2 separate regions of the Sus scrofa genome follow, and region 2 is linked to region 1. Evidence: chromatin contacts called from public Hi-C data. All regions are on one chromosome and are shown on one strand. The core of a region is the stretch at or near the end of the contact, and the rest is flanking DNA. Distances in the headings are between cores, read along the strand shown. Region 1 holds the start of SSBP4 (single-stranded DNA-binding protein 4). Region 2 overlaps PGPEP1 (pyroglutamyl-peptidase 1).

Region 1 (6,878 bases), core at 2,034-4,533:
GGCCTATGAAGAGTGCCTCTGAATAATGGAAGGGCTGGAAGGAGTAAATGAGGGGAGGGTTGGCTCCTCCTCCAGGCGGTCCCCCTGCGCTACAAGCAGACCCGGCTTCGGGTTCCTCCAGGCACCGACTCCGACCGCTTAGGGCTGAGGTTTGCGAGCATGGGTGGTTCTTAGAGGCAGAGACCCAGCTCAGGGCTGCAGTCCCCGCGTGGCCACAGGGGGGCGACCGGGAGCCAGCAAAAAGGTTGCAGGTCTGGGGTCCAACTTTCACCCTTAGCGCTCCTCGCTTACCGTTCCCCGCTCACTTTGGCTCCTAAATCAATTCCTGGGCCAGGACCCCTGCCTACCTGGGCCAACCTCCCTGCCTCCTCCATGCCATCCCGATCCACCCGGCAGCCCCCATGAAGCTTCTTAAAATCTTGATGCAGATCCCGTCCCTCGCGGCTAACACACCTTCCGATGGCTCCCTTTTCCTTTTAGAACAAATCCCGACCGGTCTCCGCCAGGAGTGCTCCGGCCCCTCGGTTCCTCTATCCCCTGCTGCAGCCACACTGCCCTCCTCGCTCTGCCTCAACATTTTAATCTTGTGCCCACCTCAGGGCCTTTGCACTTGCCGCGACAGCAATCTGAGCACTCTCCTTGCAGATCTTTCGGATCCACCCCTCCCCTTATTGAAATTTTTTTCCTTTTCCCCCTCACGTCCCTCCTTTGCAAGGGGGATCGGGGGCGGTGTTTCTATGGGTTCTGTTCTTGCTAGGCGTGAGCCCTGCCTGGGTGGATGTGCCCGCGACTCAGCTTCCCGGTCGCTGCGTGGGGCCCAGAGGTCGCTCTTCTCGGACTTTTCCGCCCTCGCTGAGGCTGTTTTGGAGATCCGCCCCGGTTGCCATGAGAACGGCGCTCTCCGCTCCCGCCAGCCGTGCCTCCCCCTCTGCAACTCGCCGGGCCGCGGGTGCCTCCGCCTCCCAGCCTCCTTTCCTCCCTCCGCCCCAGCGGTTGCCCGGTCCTCTTCACCGGGGTCCCCTCCCTCTGCCCAGCACGTGGCACTCCCTGAAATTAGCCTACTGACTCGCCAGCTTTTGACGTTCGGCCCTCCCTTTGCTTCACAAGCAATAGCAACACGTCCAGACTGGTCCACAGAGCCCGGCACACAGCAGGCACTCAATAAATGTTTGCGCGGAGGATGAAGGCTCACGCCGACTTAAGGAGCGGCGGCTCAGAGATAGCGGGGGGCCCAACCAGGGCACAGAATCCTAGGGAGCCACAGAACATTAGGAGATAAATGGGGAGCGCCTGGATGGGGGCGTCCGTAGTGCCCGGCAGTCACAGCTGTCACCAATACACTGTGTGACCTGGGTGAGTCACACCCTCTGTGTGCCTGGCTGAAGAGCGGTGATGGGCACTGGTGGGCATTACGATGAGGGTGTCCTTGATGTCCACATCCCCTGGCGGCCCCGGGGACATTGGGCAGTCGCCAGCTCGACGCCCGACAGAATCAAGTCTGCCGCGCCCCATTAAAACGCAGAGAGGGCCCCTCCTCCGCGCCGGCCTGGGGCCTAGGAGGCCCGCGGGAGAGGAAGCTGGGGGAGGGGACGACCGGCTGGACAGGAAGTGGGAAGGGCTGGCGTCCCCCCCAACCCCGGCCGGGGCCCCTCAGGATGGAGGCGGGGCTGACGACCGCCTGGCCCTGCCCTTCCCTTCCTCCTCGTCCGTCTGGAACCCCAGCGGTTCAGGACTTCCCGCCCGCCAGAAGCCTTGGGTCGGAGGGAGGCCATTGGGGGCGGTTCTAAGAGGGAAGCATAATGGGGGTCGTAGGGCAGCGGGAAGGGCGTTCCGATCAAGGCTCGCGCGCGCGCGCGCGCGCACACACAAACACACAACATGGGAAATCTGAGCGCACAACCACACAACAGAGGTCCCAGGGAGGCAGCAATCCAACCTAGTGCACAAAATGTGACGTGGCGTCACTTGGCCCCCCAAAACCGCCGCGGACACGCAGCCACCGTCGCAGAGCCAGGGACAGTTGCCCCGCCAGCGACTGGGTACTTGCCAATCCTCCCACACACAGCGATGCACACGTGCACTCACACAGGATCCGCATGTCTACACACACACTGGTTGCACGTAGCAAAAAAAAGAATACCTATGGCAAATATTCCCAGAAGCATCCAGACCTAGAGTCACAGTTGGACCTTGGACCGCCTCTCCTCACCCAGCCCACGCACGCAGCCCACAGGTCCCCTGGCGCACAGGCCTCCACCCCTCCCAAGCACCCCTTGCCCTGCGGGTGTCCTTCCTTGCCTGAGTGTCTGCCTCCACCTTCTCTGAAAATATCCTGGGGGTAGAAGAAGGGTCCCAGGAGAGAGAATGGAATACCCTTTCCCTGCACCCAGGCAAATGGGATTCATGCCATTAACAGCTGGCAACACTGGCAGAGAGGCGGAGCAGGCGGGAGTGACCCAGTCCGTCACCCAGCACCGACTATTGACACGAGGTGTGACAGTAGGGCTGTGCAGAGTGGCTCCCAGCGTGTGGCCTGGGCACCCCAGGAGCTTCTTGTCTGTGTGGTGTCTTTGTGCTGCGAGCATCTCTGTTGTGTGACTGTGCGTTGCGTGTGACTGTGTGACACAGTTATCTGTGGCTCAGTGACAGCCCAGGCCCCTGTGTGGAGCCCTCCAGAGGCTGCAACAGGGTGCCCCAGGGTGACAGCAAGTAGCTGCTTGGGCTCATTCCACAGCTGTTGGAAGATGTGCCATAGCGGTTCCAAATGCGTGTCTATGCAGGTGTGTGCCGAGGTGCGCGTGGTCTGTTTCAGTGTTCTGTAACAGCAACTATTTAAGCTGTGTATACCTGCGTGTCTCTGGGCAGACTGTGTATGGCGGTCCCCACCTGTGCTGCGGGGTGATACATCCAGTGTGACTGCCTGTAGCTTTATAGGTCTATCAGTAGTTATTCCAGTAGTTATGCGGACTTACGTGTGGAGTCTTGTGTCGGAGAATGCTATCGCAATTAAGTGTGGGCTTGTGTTCTTAGGTGTACAATTTGGGTGGCTGGTTCTATTTGGACAATGTGTGTGTAGCCATGATCAGCTGTGTCCCGCTGTGTGCCCCAGAAGTGGTGTCCCCACTCATGCCCTGAGCGTGAGCAGCCCGCGCCCCCTCCCCCCGCGGCGGGCACTGCGCTTGCGCGCCCGGCCCACGGTCCTGGCGGCGGGACCCACCCGCGCTCCTGCCATCGCCCCTTTAAGAGCGGCGCCCGCGAGCGACGGGGAGGCGGCGGGCGGGGGCGCGCGCGGCGGGAGGAGGGGGCGCGCGCTTCCCGGAACAGCCCGCGCTGAGGGAAGAGAGGAAGAAAATAAAACCCGTGGTCAGAGCCAAAGCTGGAGCTGCCGCCGCCGCTGCCGTCTCGGCCGTTTGGAGCTCCCCCGCGCGGACGATGCCCGCGATGCCCGCGCGGGGCTCGGGGTGGTGAGGCCCGGGACGCGGGGTAGCTATGGCGACCGGGAGCGCGGCCCGCGGCGCCGCCTGACAGGTGTGGGGCCCCAGCGCGGCGGCGGCGGCACGGAGCAGGATGTACGCCAAGGGGGGCAAGGGCTCGGCCGTGCCCTCCGACAGCCAGGCACGCGAGAAGTGAGTCAGTGGGCCGGGACCTCGGGAGCCGGGGGCGGGGCTCAGTGGCCGCGCCGCTTCCGTGGGCCCCACCGCCAGCGGGCACTGCGTTGGGCACTGCGTTGGGCACGTGGGTGCGGGGTGCAGGGCGTGCGGGGCCAGAGCACGCTCGAAGGGCCGCGAGATTTGAGCGGGTGCGCGAGACCCGAGGGGGCTCAAGGAGGCGCGAGATACGTGGGAGCGCTCAAAACCCAAAGGGTCATGAGGGATTTAAGGGGTCGCGAGATTTGAGGGGACGCGCGAGACTCGAGAGGTTGAAAGAGTAGTAGGGGCGCAGGAGACCCGAGGGGTGCGAGATTTGCGGGGGCGCGCGAGACTCGAGGGTGCGAGATTTGAGGGGGCGCGCGAGATCCTAGAGTGACTAGAGGGTCGCGAGACCTCCCCGACGGTCGAGACTTGGGTGTGCAAGGTTGCATATGTGAGTGCATGGAGTCACAGTTTGTGTAGCTTCCTCCATCCTCCCAGGAAGTTTCCCAGGTAGGGGACACTGCTTACTCTGGTACTTCTGCTCCTTGGGAAAAGCTTGAGAGATGATAGAAGGGCCTGCAAGGCCACCTGTCCAAGCGGGCTTGGGGCGGCTGGATGGGGCCCTGAGGAAGCTGCAAGGCTCACAGTCCTGGGGCCTGCCACTTGTTCTGGGGCTGGGCTGGGCTGTGGGTAGCAGATGCTTTCAGGCTGTTAGAAGGATAGGTAGCTAATTTCCAGACTCTGTGATGAGAGCTTCTTGGGGTGGGGAGGCAGCAGGGCTGCTGTGCTTCCCTTGCCTTCTGACACTGTCTCTTAACCTGTTTTGTGGCTTTGGATGAGGGAGCACCCCCTGCTAGGCTCACTTTCCCTTCCTTATAAATGCAGTGCCATCTCTTAGGTTTGGGGAGCATTTGAAAGGTGCTGGAGCTGCGACTGCCTCACAGTAAGGGCACCCAATGGTTTTGCAGTATTGTTAAAGTGCCAGAGAGAAGGGAAGGCTTGCCATGGCTGATGGCCAATGGTTGATTCACAAGATCCTAGAAGGACTTGAATGTCTGGGTGGTGAGGAAGCCCCTTGGACATGGGCTCTTTCCTGTTCTGCCTTTTCTGCCTGGGCTGACATTGAGGTCACTGCCCCACCCCACTCCTACATACACACATAAGGATGAGTGTCCATTCTCTACCCAGCCTTGGGGTCATTTTGGAGAAGAGCCTTCTGGCCAAAAGATGCTAGGTAGATGAGTACTTTTCTAGGCTTGTCTTGTCGATCTGCACAGTTATGAGGTGGGCTCCATTTCCAGGCACCTTCGAGCAGGAAGGCTTTTTGAAACTGGCACCTGGCTCTTTTGAGGTTGGAAGCAGGGGATGTCTGGATACCCAACTCCTGGGAATCCTGGCACATCTGCAGCCATCCTTTTACCCTGGCTGCTGGGATCTAGGGGCTACCACTCCCTCAGTGGGAATTGTTCACTTGTTCAGACATGTGCTGGGCTGGGTCCTGGGGCATAGTGGTTGGAAAGGCACACCTTGGCCCTGAAGAAGCCCACATCCTAGCTAGGAGGCAAGCGAGTTACTTAGCAAGCTGATGTGAAGATCTTGGGATGTGCTATGAAGAAAGCAAAGTGGGAGGTAGTGAAGTGTGAGGGAGGTGCCAGGTGTGCAGAGACCTGGAGGAAGAGCTGATGGCTGAGGGCACAGCAAGTGCAGAGTCCCTAGGGTGAGGCCAGGCAAAAGAGCTAGGGCTGGTGTCCAGGGGTGGGGTGTGCCGTATGAGCCAGAGAGGCATGTGTTTGAAAGTGCATTCCAGCTCTTTTGTGGACTAGGGCTTATTTGGGGTTGGTGGGGGTAGAGGACCAGGAGACCTGGGAAAGGCAGGCACAGTTAACTGGGAGAGAGCTAATGGTGGCAGCTTAGGTGGTGGTCATGGAGACAGAGTGGAGGAAATGGGTTTGAGCTGGGGTGGTAGGGTTTGGAGTTGCATTTCAGTCCCACTGAACAGTTCAGGAAAGATTTTGGGGGTTTTTTTGTTTTTTGGTTTTTGGGTTTTTTTTGGCCATGGCATGCAGTGGCTTGATGTGGGATCTTAGTTCCCAGACCAGAGATTGAACCTGGGCTGCGGTGGTGAAAGCACTGAGTCCGAACCATTAGACCAGCAAAGAACTCCCAGATTTTGATTCTTTTTTTTTTTTTTTTTTGGTCATGCCTGCAGCCTGTGAAAGTACCTGGGCCAGGGATCGAACCTGAGCCACAGCAGTGACAATGCCAGATCCTTAACAGCTAGGCCATTAGGAAACTCCCAGATCTTGATTCTCTGAACATGGTCTTGGCTCTTGGCCCCTCTCCCCCATCATTTTTGGCCAGAGCCATCCTGCACTCATCCATTTCTTGTATAAGCATTGACTTGGAGATGAGGTTCTGCTGCTAAAGAAAGTTTGGAAAGCACCAGATGGTGGCATCCACTTCACCGACAGGGATGACAGGGTCCTGGAGAGGAAGGGACCTGCTGAAGCCAAGGGTTCTGGGTCACAGGTGAGCTCTCAGAAGCATAGGGGCTGATACACCAAAGAGGTGGGCTGGTTGCTCTGAGCCTCAGTTGCCTTATCTGAAATGTGGGCCTTGCAGGATTCTCACAAGGACTGGGTGAGAGGCTTCAGTTAGAGCACCCCTCACAGGCAGCCACCACCCGAGCCACTTCCTGTCCCTGGGCCTTGGTTTCCTCCTCTGTGAAATGGGGTAAATGGGGTGGAGTGGGTTCCACTGCCCAGGGCCTTGACTCTCTGGGACTATTTTTTCTTCCCCGATCTCATCTTCCTGCTTCCTCCTGCCCTTCCTCTCCTTCATTCTTGGGCCCCTGTCCTGAGCCACCTCTGGCTCCCCATCTAAACACTATAGACTTGGGCCAGCTTGTCCCCCAAATGGACTTAGTGCCTTCTAGGTGCATGGACTTTGGGTCCCTGCCCTTGGAGGCTCACAGCAAACAGTGGTAACTGCAGAGTCCAAGGAGTACAATGAAGGGATGGCAGGGTGGGAGAGGGAGGCTGGGGGTCTGAGTGGGCTGCCTGTAGGAAAACATAACCTCTCCTTCTGTAAATAATGAACACTCCACAGTTCCTGCTATGGCGCATCAGGTTAAGAATCTGACTGTAGCAGCTCGGGTTGCTGAGAGGTGGGAGTTTGATCCCTGGCCCAGCACAGTGGGTAAAGGATCTGGCATTGCCTTGGCTGTGGCTCAGATTCAGTATGGCC
Region 2 (6,878 bases), core at 2,790-5,289, 85 kb before region 1:
CATTGTGTATATATGCCACATCTTAATCCATTTATCTGTTGATGGACATTTAGGTTGTTTCCATGTTTTGGCTATTGTGAATTGTGCTGCAATGAACATACAGGTGGATATATCTTTTTTTTTTTTGTCTTTTGTCTTTTCGTTGTTGTTGTTGCTATTTCTTGGGCCGCGCCCGCGGCATATGGAGGTTCCCAGGCTAGGGGTTGAATCGGAGCTGTAGCCACCGGCCTACGCCAGAGCCACAGCAACGCGGGATCCAAGCCGCGTCTGCAACCTACACCACAGCTCACGGCAACGCTGGATCATTAACCCACTGAGCAAGGGCAGGGACCGAACCCGCAACCTCATGGTTCCTAGTCGGATTCGTTAACCACTGCGCCACGAGGGGAACTCCTTTTTTTTTTTTTTTTTCCCACTGTACAGCAAGGGGGTCATGTTATCCTTACATGTATACATTACAATTACATTTTTTTCCCCACCCTTTGTTCTGTTGCAACATGAGTATCTAGACAAAGTTCTCAAAGCTATTCAGCAGGATCTCCTTGTAAATGTATTCTAAGTTGTGTCTGATAACCCCAAGCTCCCAATCCCTCCCACTCCCTCCCTCTCCCATGAGGCAGCCACAAGTCTATTTTCCAAGTCCATGATTTTCTTTTCTGTGGAGATGGTCATTTGTGCTGGATATTAGATTCCAGTTATAAGTGATATCATATGGTATTTATCTTTGTCTTTCTGGCTTATTTCACTCAGTATGAGATTCTCTAGTTCCATCCATGTTGCTGCAAATGGCATTATGTCATTCTTTTTTATGGCTGAGTAGTATTCCATTGTGTATATATACCACATCTTCTGAATCCAATCATCTGTTGATGGACCTTCGGGTTGTTTCCATGTCCTGGCTATTGTGAATAGTGCTGCAATGAACATGCGGGTGCATGTGTCTCTTTTAAGTAGAGTTTTGTCCGGATAGATGCCCAAGAGTGGGATTGTGGGGTCATATGGAAGGTCTATGTATAGATTTCTAAGGTATCTCCAAACTGTTCTCCATAGTGGCTGTACAAGTTTACATTCCCACCAACAGTGCAGGAGGGTTCCCTTTTCTCCACACCCCCTCCAGCACTTGTTATTTGTGGATTTATTAATGATGGCCATTCTGACTGGTGTGAGGTGGTATCTCATGGTAGTTTTGTTTTGCATTTCTCTTATAATCAGCGATGTTGAGCATTTTTTTGTGTGTTTGCTGGTCATCTGTATATCTTCTTTGGAGAAATGTCTGTTCAGGTCTTTTGCCCATTTTTCCATTGATTGATTGGCTTTTTTGCTGTTGGGTTGGATATATCTTTTTTAAGTATAGTTTTGTCCAGATGTATGCCCAAGAGTGGGATTGCTGGGTCATATGATTGTTCTATGTTTAGTTTTCTGAGGTACCTCCATACTGTTTACCATAGTGGTTGTACTAATTTACATTCCCACTAACAGTACAGGAGGGTTCCCTTTTCTCCACACCCTCTCCAGCATTTGTTATTGGTAGACTTATTAATGATGGCTATTCTGACTGGTGTGAGGTGGTACCTCACGGTAGTTTTGATTTTCATTTCTCTAATAATTAGTGATGTCGAGCATAAAGGGTGGTTTTCTAATTCCATCTTTCCTTTGGTACTTTTTAATGGCCTTCTACTGTAACTTTATTTGTATCTGTGTGGAATCATGGGTACTTACTGTCTTCAGTAGATGATAATCTCTTACTGTCTTAATTTTAATGCTCGCATCTCCCAGATTTGGCCGGTGATGGCCCCTTCAGTTGGTTCCTGTGTCTTTTTTCAATGTCGCCATCATTCTTGAGCACTTTCTTCCTTTTTGGTTCCAGGCTCACTTTTTGGAAATACACTTTTTTATTTTTATTTTTTTTGCCTTTTTCTAGGGCCACATTTGCAGCACATGGAGGTTCCCAGACTAGGGGTCCAATCGGAGCTGTGGCTGCCAGATCTGAGCTGCATAGCAATGCCAGATCTGAGCTGCATCTTCGACCTACGCCACAGCTCACAGCAATGCCGGATCCTTAACCCACTGATAGAGGCCAGGGATCGAACCCTCGACCTCATGGTTCCTGGTCGGATTCGTTAATCACTGAGCCTCATCGGGAACTCCGGAAATACACTTTTAATTTCAGAATAATTTCAGACTTACAGAGGAATTGCAAAGATAATACAAGGAGTTTCCACATACCCCTTGCTTTCTGCTAGTGTTAACATCTTATATAATGACTACATTTCTCAAAATAAAGAAGCCAGCATTGGTCCATTACTGTTCACTAAACTCTACTCTTTATTCAAGTTTCATGAGTTTTCCTACTAATGTCCATTTTCTGTTCTAGCAGCCTGTCCAGGACCCTACATTGCATTTATCAGGGCATCTTTTTTTTTTTTTTTTTCTGATTGCTACTTTAACATTTGATGTCAGATGCTTTGGGTTTTTTTTAATTGAGATATAATTTTATTGAGATATACTCATGTACCATAATTTTTTTTTTTTTTTTTTTTTTTTGTGTGTGTGTTTTGGGGCCGCACCCATGGCATATGGAGTTCCCAGGCTAGGGGTCAAATTGGAGTTGCAGCTGCTGGCCTACACCATAGCCACAGCAACATGGGATCCAAGCCATGTCTGCTACCCACACCACAACTCACAGCAACACCAGATCCTTAACCCACTGAGCGAGGCCAGGGATTGAACCTGCATCCTCATGGATGATAGTCGGGTTCATTACTGCTGAGCCAGGATGGGAACTCCAAAATTTACCTTTTTAAAATGTGTAATTTAATGGTTTATAGTATATTCACAAAGTTGTACAACCATCACCTCTACCTTAATCAAGAACATTTTCATCACCCCAAAAGAAACCCCATACCCATTAGCTATCACTCCTATTCCTCCTTTCCCTCGGTCCCTGGCAATCACTAATTTACCTTCTGTCTGTATAGATTTACCTGTTCTGGACAATTCATATAAATGGAATCATACAGGGAGTTCCCATCGTGGCTCAGTGGTTAACGAATCCGACTAGGAACCATGAGGTTTCGGGTTCGGGTTCGGTCCCTGCCCTTGCTCAGTGGGTTAACGATCCAGCGTTGCCGTGAGCTGTGGTGTAGGTTGCAGACGTGGCTTGGATCCCGCATTGCTGTGGCTGTGGCGTAGGCCGGTGGCTACAGCTCCAATTCGACCCCTAGCCTGAGAACCTCCATATGCCGTGGCAGCAGCCCAAGAAATAGCAAAAAAACAAACAAAAAAGAATGGAATCATACAAGAGGTAGTGTTTCGTGTCTGCCTTCTTTCACCCAGTATAATATTTTCAAAGTCCATTCATGTTGTAGCATGGATCAATACTTCACTCCTTTTCATGGTTGAGTAATATTCCTTTGTATGGATAAATCACATTTTGTTTATTTGTTCACCCATTGATGGGCATTTGGGTTATTTCCCCCTTTTGGTTATTATGAATAATTCTGCTGTGGACATTCACATACAAGTTTTTGCGTGGATGTAGGTTTTCATTTCTCATATATATACGCATACACACTTAGGAGGGGAATTGCTGGGTCATATGGTAACTCTGGGTTCACTTTTGTACTTTCCCTACCTCATCCCTGGAATGAGCAACTTCTCCAAGATGTTTTATTCTTTTAGCAGATAATAATATTTGGCAGAAAATATTTAAAACTGGAAGCTGGGAGAATAATATTTAAAACTGGAAGAGAGTTTTAGCAGAGAATACTATTTAAAACTGGAAGCTGAGAGCTGGGTGTGCTCATTGCTACTAGAGTTTACTGCTTCTGAGCTCTGTCAGTGGACAGAGCTGGAAAATAGAGGTGTGTACATTCACACCCACTGCCTTACACATTTCTATATCAAAACTCTGGAGTTTGCACAGATGCCTCCAATTCTGATCCAGTGCCACAGACTTGTGACTCCTTCCTCTGACAGTGTCAGGCTCCTCCCCACCATGATCTCCAGTGTGTTCACTTCTTTTTGATCAATCCTAGAATAAACAGAAAGGAATTTCAGAATTGCTAACTCATGCTTCCCCCAAAAGAAAGCCTGCTCATTCGAATTTAGTATTTGCTTACAGTTCTTTTTGTCTTTAGCCAGAGGACAGAGTCCAAACACTGTGTTCAAACAATTACTTGAGTAATGTCTGTGTGTGTGTGTGTGTGTGTGTGTTTTAAAATAAAAATTGCAAGGAGTTCCCGTCGTGGCGCAGTGGTTAACGAATCCGACTAGGAACCATGAGGTTGCGGGTTCGGTCCCTGCCCTTGCTCAGTGGGTTAACGATCCGGCGTTGCCGTAAGCTGTGGTGTAGGTTGCAGACGCGGCTCGGATCCCGCGTTGCTGTGGTTCTGGTGTAGGCCGGTGGCTACAGCTCCCATTGGACCCCTAGCCTGGGAACCTCCATATGCTGTGGGAGCGGCCCAAGAAATAGCAACAACAACAACAAAAACAAAAAGACAAAAAAAATTAAAATAAAATAAAATAAAAATTGCAATGTTTATTTCAGGTTCTCTCTTAGTTTGTTTTTTTTTTTTTTTTCTTTTTTGCCACAACTGTAGCATGTGAAAGTTCCCAGACCAGGGATTTATTTATTTATTTATTTATTTATTTGTCTTTTGTCCTTTTAGGGCCACACAGTGGCATATGGAGGTTCCCAGGCCAGGGGTCTAATCCGAGCTGTAGCTGCCGGCCTACACCACAGCCACAACGTCAGATGCGAGCCCTGTCTGCGACCTATACCACAGCTCATGGCAATGCCGGATCCTTAACCCATGAGCAATGCCAGGGATTGAACCCGCAACCTCATGGTTCCTAGTTGGATTCGTTTCCACTGTGCCACAAATGGGAACTCCCTAGGCCAGGGGTTGACCTGGCCAGCAGCAGTGACCTGAGCTGCTGCAGTGACAATGCCAGATCCTTAACCTACTGGCCCACAGGGTATCTCCATCCTTTATAGTTTATTACATGATATTAGGACTTTGTTGTTTATCAACTGGAGTTAGTGGATTTGTGTGTGCGTGTGTGCGTGTGTGTGTGTGTGTGTGTGTGTGTGTGTTTTCTAGGGCCTCACCTGAGGCATATGGAGGTTCCCAGGTGAGGGGTCGAATCGGAGCTGTAACTGCCAGCCTACACCACAGCTACAGCAACGCAGGATCCAACCTGTGTCTGCGATGTTCACCACAGCTCACGGCAACGCCGGATCCTTAACTCACTGAGCGAGGCCAGGAATCAAACCCACAACCTCATGGTTCCTAGTTGGATTCGTTAACCACTGAGCCACGACGGGAACTCCAGATTTTTTTAAATTTGAGTTAGTTTTAAAAGGAATAAAAACTATTTTTGGTAGAAGAGAGAAGTGCTATAAACTATTTTTGAAATAGTTCATACATGAAAAATATATACACACTATATAGTGCAAACATGAGATTATAGTGGCTGAGTATTTAATATAATGTGTTTTAGAAAAAGCGTATATGAGCAGCACATCAAGTCCTGTAACTTCTTGGATATTGTCAATTAGGGATGAAGCTAAATTTATTTAAGGGAAAAAAATTAAGTGAATGAGTTTGAGGCAAACATTAAATAAGTATTAGCTCCATTGGGGAAACAGCTGAAATGGTGGGCTATCCAGCATGAGGCTTTGGGAAAGGTGTTCTGTGCCTCTAAGCTCATGACTCTCCAGAAAACTCACATTTCTTGAAATTGAAAAGTTTGTGCATCCCCATCTTCCCTACATGGTCAAGATCCTGATAAAAAGACAGGATTGGGAGTTCCCTTTGTGGCTCAGTGGTTAATGAAACTGACTACGATCCATGAGGATGAGGGTTCCATCCCTGGCCTTGCTCAGTGGGTTAAGGATCTGGTGTTGCCGAGAGCTGTGGTGTAGGTCACAGACGTGGCTCGGATCTGGCATTGCTGTGGCTGTGGCATAGGCCAGTAGCTACAGCTCTGATTAGACCCCTAGCCTGGGAACCTCCATATGCCATGGCTACAGCCCTAGAAAGACAAAAAAAAAAAAAAAAAAAAAAAAGAGAGAGGGAGTTAATCGTTTAAGGGAAGTGAGTTAGGAGGACTACAGATTTCTTGCCTGTGTACATCCGGGTCCTTCCACCTGGCCAGGCTGTTGAGAGTTTGAAGTTCCTGTGAATTGTGTGAAGATGACATTGAAGTGGGCATTTATTCTGTAGATTTCAAATTTTTCCATTGAGTTTGAGAGAAAAGCAGGAAGGAACTCCAGAAAGTTCTAGAGGATTTAAAATTGGAACTCGAGGAGTTCCCGTCGTGGCGCAGTGGTTAACGAATCCAACTAGGAACCATGAGGTTGCGGATTCCATCCCTGGCTCAGTGGGTTAAGGATCCGGCGTTGCCGTGAGCTGTGGTGTAGGTTGCAGACGGGGCTCAGATCCCACGTTGCTGTGGCTCTGGCGTAGGCCGGCGGCTACAGCTCCAATTAGACCCCTAGCCTGGGAACCTCCATATGCCCAAGAAATGGCAAAAAGACAATATAATAAAAGTAAAGTGAAATAAAATAAAATAAAATAAAATAGGAACTTGATGCTTCCCAGCTTTCAGCCCATGAAGTACAGCTGGCAAAGAGCCAAACTCTCCTCTCCAATGGGGAGAGTTTGGTGTGCAGGGAACAGCTTGGGCTGCAGGGAATAATATGTGCTTAGATCCCAGACTCGGGGCAGAGGCTCAAGGGAAGCTGTTTGTCATCCTGTTAACAGGCTCCTCGGAGCCCCTGGTGTCAGCAAAATAAGAGATGTCTTTGGTGTCTGTGTTCAGGGAACCATCCATAGGTAAGGCGATGGATACAGACTGTAGCTTTCAGCTTT

What was found. A called contact is a pair of places that touch in the nucleus more often than the background predicts.
Region 2: a contact with region 1 is called in a Hi-C map of liver, with 2.3 times the contacts expected there. The contact joins the enhancer-like site here to the promoter of SSBP4 in region 1. A contact is called at or near these places in 1 of 5 promoter capture datasets (liver), 4 of 47 Hi-C or Micro-C datasets (embryonic fibroblasts and liver) and 1 of 2 datasets of contacts at active chromatin or transcription factors (alveolar macrophages).

What each region holds. Positions count from the first base shown.
Region 1 is chr2:59,380,942-59,387,819 of Sscrofa11.1, reverse strand. It overlaps SSBP4 (single-stranded DNA-binding protein 4), which reads left to right and starts at 3,283. Exons shown (of 17, transcript XM_021083516.1): 1 at 3,283-3,626. The coding sequence starts at 3,568.
Region 2 is chr2:59,466,297-59,473,174 of Sscrofa11.1, reverse strand. The region is part of intron 2 of PGPEP1 (pyroglutamyl-peptidase 1); the gene reads left to right. Among named protein-coding and RNA genes, the nearest start is that of PGPEP1, 16 kb to the left of the region's middle. Within about 2 kb of position 4,039, at least 3 of the 83 cell types and tissues checked have an H3K27ac peak or open chromatin away from gene starts, as enhancers often do. A contact at or near this core is called in liver, where this site is marked.